2 separate regions of the Anser cygnoides genome follow, and region 1 is linked to region 2. The links are chromatin contacts, called in public Hi-C maps. All regions are on one chromosome and are shown on one strand. The core of a region is the stretch at or near the end of the contact, and the rest is flanking DNA. Distances in the headings are between cores, read along the strand shown.

Evidence for each region. A called contact is a pair of places that touch in the nucleus more often than the background predicts.
Region 1: a Hi-C map of liver shows a contact between it and region 2, with 2.3 times the contacts expected there. The contact joins the enhancer-like site here to the promoter of GREM2 in region 2. A contact is called at or near these places in 2 of 7 Hi-C or Micro-C datasets (both in liver).

The regions. Positions count from the first base shown.
Region 1 is chr3:40,199,959-40,205,218 of Taihu_goose_T2T_genome, reverse strand. FMN2 (formin 2) reads left to right here. Exons shown (of 21, transcript XM_066993979.1): 21 at 1,374-3,333. The coding sequence ends at 1,400. Among named protein-coding and RNA genes, the nearest start is that of GREM2, 45 kb to the right of the region's middle. Within about 2 kb of position 2,433, at least 1 of the 3 cell types and tissues checked has open chromatin away from gene starts, as enhancers often do. A contact at or near this core is called in liver, where this site is marked.
Region 2 is chr3:40,154,831-40,160,194 of Taihu_goose_T2T_genome, reverse strand. It overlaps GREM2 (gremlin 2, DAN family BMP antagonist), which reads right to left and starts at 2,255. Exons shown (of 2, transcript XM_048079934.2): 1 at 1,936-2,255.

The DNA.
Region 1 (5,260 bases), core at 1,184-3,683, 45 kb before region 2:
CTCATTGACTTTTATACGTATGTTATTCTTGATATACTTTGTTCTTTTTTTTTTTTAAATGCTTCCATAAACGGTGTTAACTTGTTAGATTAACAAAGTAGTTTGAATGCTGCCTGGTAATGTTACTCCACAAAATAGACATAGCACAAGCAAGAGTAGCACATTATTGATCTGTCCTGCCAATCTGTCTGCATCTCAGTCTTGATGTGGGATGCACCTGGATGGGAGAAAGGTAGTTACAGTCTTCAAGCTTATTCAGTCTGAAATTACTTGTTTCTAAACCTACAAAATGTAGGGAAAGTTCATGATAGTATGCATTTTTCAAGTTGGATCTCTGTGTCAAGTACTAGTGGCTTCTGTTCCACTGACCTGTATGTCTTTGGAACAGCAGCTCTAGGAAAAGATAATACTGTGCTCTGATGTTCTCCTAAAAACAGATAAATAAATTTAATGATAGAGGAGTAATTCTTGTCAATTCAGTGAAAATTTTCCACTATGATTGCCAAAACATTGGTAGGATCATGACTTATTTTACAACATATTAATTTTCCTCTGGCACCTCACATTAAAATTATATCTGTAGCAACTGGCCATCAATTATATTTGTAAAATCTTATAACAGATGATTTTTTCATGTGCCCCCCAAGCATTATTTAATTGCTTTTTGTTTTTTTGTCATGGTTATTTTACTATGACGCATCTGTCAGATGAAGCAGGTTGTAATTTACTTTGTTCCAACTAGCATAATCTGAAACATGAAGATATGATATGGCATTTGTTTCTTAATGTTAAGAGGTTTAGCTCCAAAAAATAGTGGTGTATTTAGGGAGTTCTGGCTGTGGTTCATGCCACAGGAAATGTAAACAGGGTAACAGCTTGGTTAGGAATGATAAACTAGATTTTATTTTATCAATTTTATTTGAAACTGGATCAAGAGGCTTTAAAAAAAAATAAAATGTTAGTTTGGATTTCTCCATCTCCCCTGCATCTTGCTGAATGTAAAGCACTGAGATATAGTTTCTAAAAATAACTATAGGCTTAGTTATTCCCGTATCATTACCATTATTATAGTCACTGAAACTTGGACTTACAGGTAGGCCTGAATATCAGGATCTTGGTTCATTTACCACTGCAGTCACTCCCAGTTACTGAAAATTTGATACAGTGAAAAGGGAAGTAAACAAAATATTTCACAAGCAGTGTTTAGCTGCACTTTACTTCCGTTCTAGTTTCAAATGGATGTTATTTGTGAATTAAACTCCAGAGTAAGTATAATTCAATGTTAGCCTATGTGTTTATGTGCTTTACATATTTGTGTGATATTTTTATGTATACTCAGTTTCTGCTTTTTTTTATTATTTATTATTTTTCAGAAAGCCAAGATAAGTATGAAAATCTGAGAGAAGAAAAGCAAAAGCCATTGTTACCTGGTTACCAAAACTCAACATGTCTGTGGGTGGGGGGGTGAAGGGGAAGGAAACTACATCATCCTGATCATTTGCTTTCTTGACCTTTTTGAATTCGCTTTTTGTTCTCTAGAGTTTTCCACCAATTGATGTGTTAATATACATTCATGAATGAGTGTGTAATCACTTTAATGGAGTGCCCAGCAATAGACTAGGTATGGACTTGAAACACCTTCCCTGTACTCTGTATCTCCTTTTCCACTCAAAAATGATATTTTGTTAAGTGTATGGTATATTACAAATAGGCCAAGTCAGCATGCATAAAAAGCAGCATCTGCATCAGTTCTGAACATGCTGGAAATTGCATTAAGTTGAACTTCATAAGAATGCTACTTGATAAAGTAAAACATTTCCATTCCTACTGGCAACATCTGTCTAACACAAATACTTCACGGCACTGCACTTAGATTAGGGAAAGAAATGTTACTCCTAGTGAATTGTTTGTATCCGTTTCATGTTGGCATTTGTAGTTTGTATTTTGAATTGTTAAGTGCTGTTTATACAGTATAATCAATGCTTTCCCAACTCGTTTGGTTGCCCTCCATGACTAAATATTTGTGGAACAAGATGTTTACTATAACTATCTTTAAAATCGATAAGGCAGCATACTTTTACTTCATCTTTTGCCAGATAGTGAATGTCAGGTGGTAATGGTGAGGTCAGAAATCCAGCATTTAAAAAAATAAAAATGAAAAGCAGGAAAATACAGAAAAGCACAGAAGTACTATGGAGAGTATGAGAGAGATTTGGCTATTATAGTTTGTTAACATTATAAAGTAGCAAATACTTTTACATGAACTTTAGAAGGTGTAGTATAGTTTTAACTGCTGATCAGTTACGTCAGGCAGGCTTTCGGTCACATGTACATGAATTCCCTTTTGGAATTAGCTTTGCAGTTAATTTAAAACTCCTTTAGAGAGCCATTAAAAGATGCACATGGAGACTGACATTTATGGAAAACAGTAGCCAATTCTAGTGACAGACTTAAGACTACCAACTAATTGACATCTCAATTTCACACTTAATGTAATTGCAGACTTTTCCTCCAGGCTTTCAGCCTCCCTGCCTAGGAGGTCAATGATTGAAATCTATGACTTAGGGCTTCCATTTTAGACCACGTGCTTAATTCCTATTTTCAATCCAGAATTTACTATATCAGCCTTGATATGCTCAACCAGTAACAACCCGTTCCTCTGGTCTTAAATAGCCCCAAACCAATCAGCCTGATTGATAATGTTTTGCTTTCATGGCTGGCTTTTCCTGAAGTAACCAGTGTGTGCAATTGAACTAGATGCACATGCTCACAGCCTTGGAGCCTGAAAGATGCTGGGGTAAAGCAAATGAGGTCTAACCTGCTGGGGTGTGTTGTTCCCTGTCTAATCTAGCACATTATGAGACATTCCTAGTGGTCCAGAGGCTAATATATTATACAAGGTGTCATATATTATACAAGGTGTCTATATTATACAAGTGTGAAATTTGACCTCAGGAATCTGTTATTCTTCACATATACCAAGCACTAGAAATGATGTTTTTTTTCACTATGTGAAAAGCAAGTCTCCTGTTGCTGACAAACCTATTTGAAATTCTGTTGTTGTAATAATTTCTGGCAGGGATATAAATTACCAAGAATAGAGTTCTAAAACTTTGTGTTGATGGGAGTAACATTACTATTTGGGGAAGTGAAAAGAAGAGATTATTTGTTGTTACAACTAATTTATGGAAAAAAAAATCTTTAAAAAATAAAGCTATTTTAATGGCACTGATTCAAATCCATGTTTGTATTTATGTAAACAGTAGTCTTTTCCTCTTAACTTCGCTCCTAAGTGCAAGGATACAGTAGCATGTTTTCATTTGTAGCCTTCCTGTTTCCTTCAGTACCTACAGTATGTATATTACTATACTAAATGAAATAATAGATCATCTAACAAAGATCACTATGTGCAATACTGTATTTAGTGTTTCTATTTCAATTTTTTTTAGAATGTTAATTTATATGAAAATAAAATGAATAATAACAAAATAGTTGCCTTCTCTCTTCACTCTCAGGCTCTGCTGTAGTTTGCTTGCAACCATTCACTCCTGAAGCACCACTTCTCGTCAAGGAAAAACCTTTGCGAAGGGATCAGTAGAAACAGGGATTCTCTTTCCTTGCCATTTGGAAGCACAGTGACAGTAATTCCAGGTTATGTAGACATATGACTTCTTCCCTGGATGGTGATAGTGAGGACCTTCAGAGTCCTTTAGCCAGTCAGACTGTATCACTCACTTCTCTGGCTTGTGCATACCTTCCAGTAGTGCATTAGGCTTAGGTGGTTCAAATCCATCTCTTTGCAGCTGTGGAGCTGATTTGATACTCAATAGAAGCCTGACTGCATTCTTACTACAAAGGCGCCTTTAACCTGTTCCTATTAACACTGCCTACAGTGCCTGTTCCTATTAACACTGCCAACAGGCTCATGAAATTCCTATCAGGACAAAAACATGCTTTCAAAAGTATTATCTGCATACTATGTCTTTTGTATGCAAATTTATGAAAATATGTATATGTTTTACATCATTAAAGACACTTCATATATGTCCAACAACCTTGTAGTACTGTTACGTACATATTAACATAAGTACGTGCTACCCTTTTCACAGGATCTGCAATGCAGATGCTAAAAGTTATTTGCAATTCTGTCAAAGGCTGACTGCAGCTGGCAGTACCATGCTATGATTTGAAGAAACAAGCTGCTATGTAGCTTTTCTTCTTTCACTGTGCTCTGGCTCAACCTATTTGAGCATGTCTCTTGAAAACAGGTTGGAAACAGTTATTTTTAACTTCTATACAGAGTAAAGTGGCCCATTATGTGCAGCATCATAGCTGACCTACAGCACTCCCAGAGTGGAATCCCAGACTAACCCTCACCATTGCTATTTCGTTCAGTGACACACTTGGCTTTTCACAGAATTCTGGCCTAATGTTATTTTGTTTGTTTGGGTGTGTTTGGTTTTTTAAGAGGTGGAACAGCCTTTTAGGTCCCTTCACCCCCTGTTTATTGCAACATCAAACATGCCACAGGTTCTGAACCTTTGTTGATTGTGAACCCCATATATCACTCAGTTACTTAAATTGCAGCAGCTAAATAAGGACTTTCATACCTGAGCAGTGGATGTAACATACTGAGTATGAAAATAAAAGTCTGGCTTTTATGAGGAGCTATGAAGATTTGTGTTGTTTTGCTTTGCAAATTAAAGTCTTTCAGAAGCACGGTACTTTGTCATGTGTGTTATGACGCAGTAGTGGTTAGCTTTTTTGTAGCAACTTTCATCATCCCAAAGCACTTCCAAAAGTCAGTTAAGTATTAACCAACAGTGGCATTGGGAATGCAATTAGTAATATCTTCCATATGTTGTCATTTTTTCTTGCCTGATTTCCCAGTGATCAGCTTAAGAAGTTGGAAGCAGTTATTAATTTCATTGAGAGAAGATGTAGCAAGTCTTTTCATTGTCATTATTTTCTTGCATGCTCTAGGTTAATAAGGAGAACTGAGTTTATGCCAAGTCCTTTATATCAGTTTACTTAAGTTACACCAAATTTGAACTGCTGTAGATAGAATAAGTGAAAACTGATAATGCTGAATTTTTCTGAAGATAATGTGAACTGGTCAGCAAAGGAAGAAGACAAAAAAAGAATGCCCAACGTCATTCAGATCTACTGCCCATCAATCAAATGGGACTCATGTTATGGAACAGGTTTTCCAGGTTATTCTCTTGCTTATGGCAGACCCATCTGTATCTGATAAACATTC
Region 2 (5,364 bases), core at 1,006-3,505:
CCATCAGTTTCCACAGGACTGGATATATCTATATACCTCAGCTGGCAATTCAGATTATTTTTTACCCTCACCTGGTACTATGGAAAGAAACAAAAATCCCCTCAGTTAAATTCTTCAATTTCCTATGCATTTGTTCTATTCCACACTGAAAGTCATGTTTCACGACAGTCTATTTGAAAGACAAACAAAAAGTAAATAGATCAGCTAAACCAATCAGCTCAAAATCTAAAGTTAATGGCATTTATTTTTGTGCCACCCTTTCAGAGCCCCTTCTGATGCTTTTCACTGCCTTCACGCCCCTTATCATCCCGCACGGGAAGTTGAGCAAACCTCGCTGTTACCAGACACGCTTCCCCCCGAGCACCAGAGCTCTGCGTGCACAGTGTGCGGCATTAAATGCAAGAAAGCAAAATGCTACCAGCTAGATCTGTCCCTCATTCCACAACACATTTAGCAAATGGGTCTGCCCTCATCAGTTTCACAGTAATCACACACAGTTTTTCAGACTTTAGGACTTTGCTGCCCTTCTTGGACAGCGGCAGTTCATGGGGACTGTGCAAGAAAAGAGAGGTCCCTTGCTCTGAGCCTGGGTACTGAGATTGAACCCTGATTCCCAGTAATAACCAGACTTCTTGCGTCTGTCCAGTTATTTTGTAAGGGCTCTGCTATCAAATCTTAGAACAGTATTGTTTATCCTCAGTATTTGCAAAAGCCAGCCTGGAAACTATGCATGAAGGTTAGCAAGTGAAGCATCTGTGTCAAAATATACCAGGCAGCACATACTTCTTGGAGTTCAAGCAACAAATTAATCCCCTCAGGAAGCACAGTATCTGTATTGTATCTGTGCTGGCGGGAAGTAAAGACTCTGAAGTCATGCTGATTTCTCCCTGCTTTAGTGAGAAACAGCCTTGAAGCGGCCTGATAAGCAGCCTGCTAATTAGGGCTGTGTGCAGGCATTGCCGCTTCTTGCACCTGTTGCTTGGTGATTCCCAGGAGGGCTATGGGATTCCTGGCCTGGGGGGTTTTCCTCGGGGGATGTCTGCCACTGCCGTGGTAAGATGGAAGCTCACCTGATGGTGGTCATTGGGCTTTCATTCAGTTTATTCCCCCCGCTTTTGCAAAAAAAGAGAGGTTTAACTTGTTACAAGCTGTTAATTTCGTCCTCAAAAATCCACCGAAAGTTATATAACCGCTTTCACAATAGTAAGCTAAAAATAAGAGTTGTTCAGCCAAATGCCAGTGCAACTTTTTACAGGACCTGTGACTCCAATTCTGCAAGACCTGTGAGAATGCAAATATTTCCTTAGCTTCAGCACAAAGTCAGGTGGGCGCTCCTTGTGAGACAAGAAGTGGGTTTGGATCATTACCGTCATTCGCACAAGGAACAAGCGGCGTATGTATGCACTTGTATGGATTTCCAGCTCCCGACTTAAAGTAGTGCTGCTCGCTCTTGGAGCTGATCCCTCCTGGGCTTTCATAATCACAACCCATCATTAACCCAAAGCAAAGAAAGCACGGTACAAAGGGGCACAGGTTTCAAGCGCGAGGGGGTGGGCGGCTTTTCTCTTTTTGTTTTTTTCTTTTTTTCTTTTCTTTTTTTTTTTTTTCGTATTTTGCTGCTGCTTCCCCTCGGGGAGCGTGGGGATGGGACGCCGAGGGGCTTGTGCCCCGCAGGTGACTCGGAGCGAAGCCGCCGAGCCCCGGCGCTGCCGGGACCCGGCCCCGGCGCCCTTGGGCACGGAGACGCCCGCGGGGCCCCGCGTTGCCCCCGGCGGGGCCCGCGCAGAGAGCGCGCCCGGGGGCGGCGCCGCGGGGCGGCCCCGCGATGTCAGCACCGCGACGGGTGTCGGAGGGCAGGGGGCGAGGAGGAGGAGGAAGATGGGGGGGAGCGGGCGGGCGGCCGCGGGCCGGTGCTGGCTCGGCGCCCCCCCGTACCTGCAGCGAGGCGGGGAAGGGTCTGCGGCGCGCTCCGTCCTGCCGGCTATAGATCCAGAGGCGGCGTGCAGCGGGGTCGCCGTCGTCGCCCGCCGGCGGTGGTGCGCAGCCCCGGCGCGGTGCAGATGCCCATAGGCGCCCGCTGCGGGAGCGCGGTGCCCGGAGCGAGCGAGGCGGCTTCGCCGGGTCCCAGCTGCGGAGGGGGGAGCTCGGCACTGGCTCCTCTCAGCCACTGCCCGAGGAGAGGATCAAGCCCCAGCTTTCGATTGGCTCCGGTGGCCAAACAGCTCACACCAGCCTCCCTGCCCGCCCGCCCGCCCGCCCGGCTCCCCGCCCGCCTCCCCTCGCCGCCGGCCGCACACACTCCGCTCGGCCCTGGCAGCCCCCGGGCTGTGCGCGGCCCCGCCGGCACGACGAGCCCCCCGCCGGCACGACGAGCCCCCCGCCCGCCCCCGAGCCCCCCGGCCGTGCCTCCGCGGGGGGACCGCCCGCCCCAGCTCCCCCGGGAGAGCACCCGCGGGTCCCCCGCACGCCGTCCCCCCCCTCGGGCCCGAGGACCTGCGCTCTAAGCGCCTGTGACATTCGGTGTCATGCTCGAGATCCAGCCTCGCTGGTGCTGGGAACGTGTTTTTAAATATCCCTAGCGAGTAAAATTAAAAGCATGCAGAACCCGACCACCTGAGGGCTCAGTCTGAGGTAGGACAAAGCGGTCTTTGCCTAAGTTCAGTTTGCTTTTCTTAACGCTGTTTGGGTTCCTAGCCCTAACTTGGTCAAATCCACGTCAAACCGTGGCATGCACAGAAAATAAAATCAGGATGCTAAGCCTCCTCTTCCTGAACCCAGGGTTATTAAATCGCATTGGCTGTGACTGTCATTTCCCGGTGCATCTTTGATGTTGGTATCCCCCTTTTGCTCGGGATGACTTCAGTGGCCTGTGGAAAAGGCGTTTCTCTCCCACAGACTTGCTATTGTATAAAGTCAAATCTTAGACCTGTCTTCTGGGGGAAACAGCAATCCTTTGGTTTCAGCATGGCCCTCTGTTTAAACAACAATACAGTAGAATGAGATAAATAGGCCCTTTGGGTTTTCTCAGCGCAGGAAGATGTTGTAATATTTCCAGTAAACATGTTGGCAAAATTGCTTATTAAAAATTAGGGAGAACAAAATGATCAGTTATAACAGATGCACTCTTAATTAATGCAGTGACCTGCATTTGACTGATGCTGTTGAATTAAGAAATGTCTGTGCCTGATGGTACATCAGGTGCCATTAAAAGTCAACATTTATCCAAATTTGGCAGACCGTAGCATTTGAAACACAGCGAATGGAGTTGCTGAGATACCTTTGCATCCCAGCAGCATCTCTACATTTTTAAATGGTAACCTTCAGAACATTTCAAATTGATTCAGGTTTTATTGTTGTTGTTTGGTGTATTTTTTTTTTTATATTTAAAATAAGATGCTATTTCGCCCTCTCTAGAAAGAGTGCATGCTTTTGTCTCTTCGGGGTATGCACAGCTAGCTATCAAAATGTTTTTGTTTATTTTTTATTCAGGCAAAAGTCAAAAAAATAAAAATGGAAATATTGAGAAATATATGAAAACAGAGATGTTTATAAATATCCATACTTGAGGTCTAATCGTCCCTCATTTTACCAGCTTTATTAGCGAAAACATCCCCCAGTGAATTCAGTGGATCTATATGTCTGGAACACAAAAGTAACTAAAAAAATCCTCCTGTTTCATTATTATTATGTATGTTTCCATCACATATTACCCATTTATTTTTCCCTGAGAGAAATGAAATCACTAGCTCAGAGATCAAGCCAAGTTGTGACCTCATGGCCCTCCATGGCCCTCCAGGCTCATGACCATGGCCCTCCAGGCTCAGCCACAGCAGCCACTGTATCCCCATGACCCCACTGGCACCTCTGCAGCAGGCATGTTTCTTCCTGCACATTCCTGATCCAAAAGACTGGCTTGTCTTACTTCAGTATTTCCTAAGTCAAAAAGTGATGCCTGCCTTCAGTCTGGCTTTCTCCCAGGAAGAGTCCTTACACCATTTTCAGACCCTTTTTTTCAGCCTCCCCTTTTTCTCCCTTCATGGACGGTTGGCTGTGGCATGGTAAGGCAGATGGCCTCCAGCTGAGCACCTGCTGAAGCAAACACTGTGGCAGGCTGTTCCCGTAGGCCTCCTTCCAGTCATGGGTTTTCAGATGTATTATCCCATCATCTCTATGCAAATTTTATCTCCTGCTTATCTTTTTTTTTTTTTTTTTTTTTTTTTGGGGGGGGGGGGGGGAAGCTCTGAACCTGCTACAGGAAGAAATTCTTTGTGGTTCTCCTTATGACCTTAGATCTTTCTGTGGTGAAATGGTCTTGGGACTTCATAAGGTTTTGTACTTCCAGAGTTGCTACTTCGCGTTATCCATTCTCAACACCATGTTTGTTTCCTTCCCGTTTAGTTTGGATTCCTTTACAGCACTGATTAGTCTTGTTCAATTTAATAGCTTTTAACCTGTCCGTTTTATTTATGTCTGCTTAAGTGCTTATTTAATCTTTTCCTTTATAACTATAATGACCTTCCACAGGTTACTATAATCCTAGAAGGTATGTGGGGAATTTAAAGATTTAAAAGTTGTTTGACTTCATTTTTTTTTTATTTTTTTTTCTCATTATATGACTAATTTCTAAATTAAATGTTTGGGTTTTGTGAATATTCCTTCCAATTATCTACTAGTAGGGCTAACTGAAACATTTTCTTTCCAAAACAACTTTATTTTTTTTACGACTTTGTTAGTGAGAACTGCAGTGGGTGTTGATCTGACATGGAAAATACATAACATGTTTATTCTCTGCTCTGGTGTACACCATAATTTTATGCCATAAAAATTTTTAATTGGTGTGCGGGCTTTATTTTGATTTTTAAAAGTACAACAGATATATGCTACAGGTAGCAGTTACCTAGCGACACCAGTATAAAGCACATTTGTGTTGATATTACTGCATCTTTCCTACAGTGTGGCAGCCTGACTTCTATTGTATGCCCTACTTAAATGAACATACTAACCTTTTAACATCCCTTGGCAATTACAGAGGCAGCCACTCAGCAAACTGATGAAGCATATACCTGTTTTTAATCTACAGATTTCATGACTGCATTCTCCTTCTGATCTGGCCATTCTTCAGGAATGACTGTTGTTCATATCTTGTGTCTCCCACTGAGACAAAGCCCAGACAACCGGTACCCATCTCCTTCACGGTGAGGACTATATCTCTGTCACTGCCATTACAGCAGCTCTGTTCTGCTTTGCAGCCCTGAGCGGAGATTGTCCTGATCTGTGAACACGTCTGGCAGGAGCGCATGGAGAGCACAGCCACGGGGCCAAAAGAGACTTGAGAGACAGGGCAGTCCGTCACACAGCCCAGCC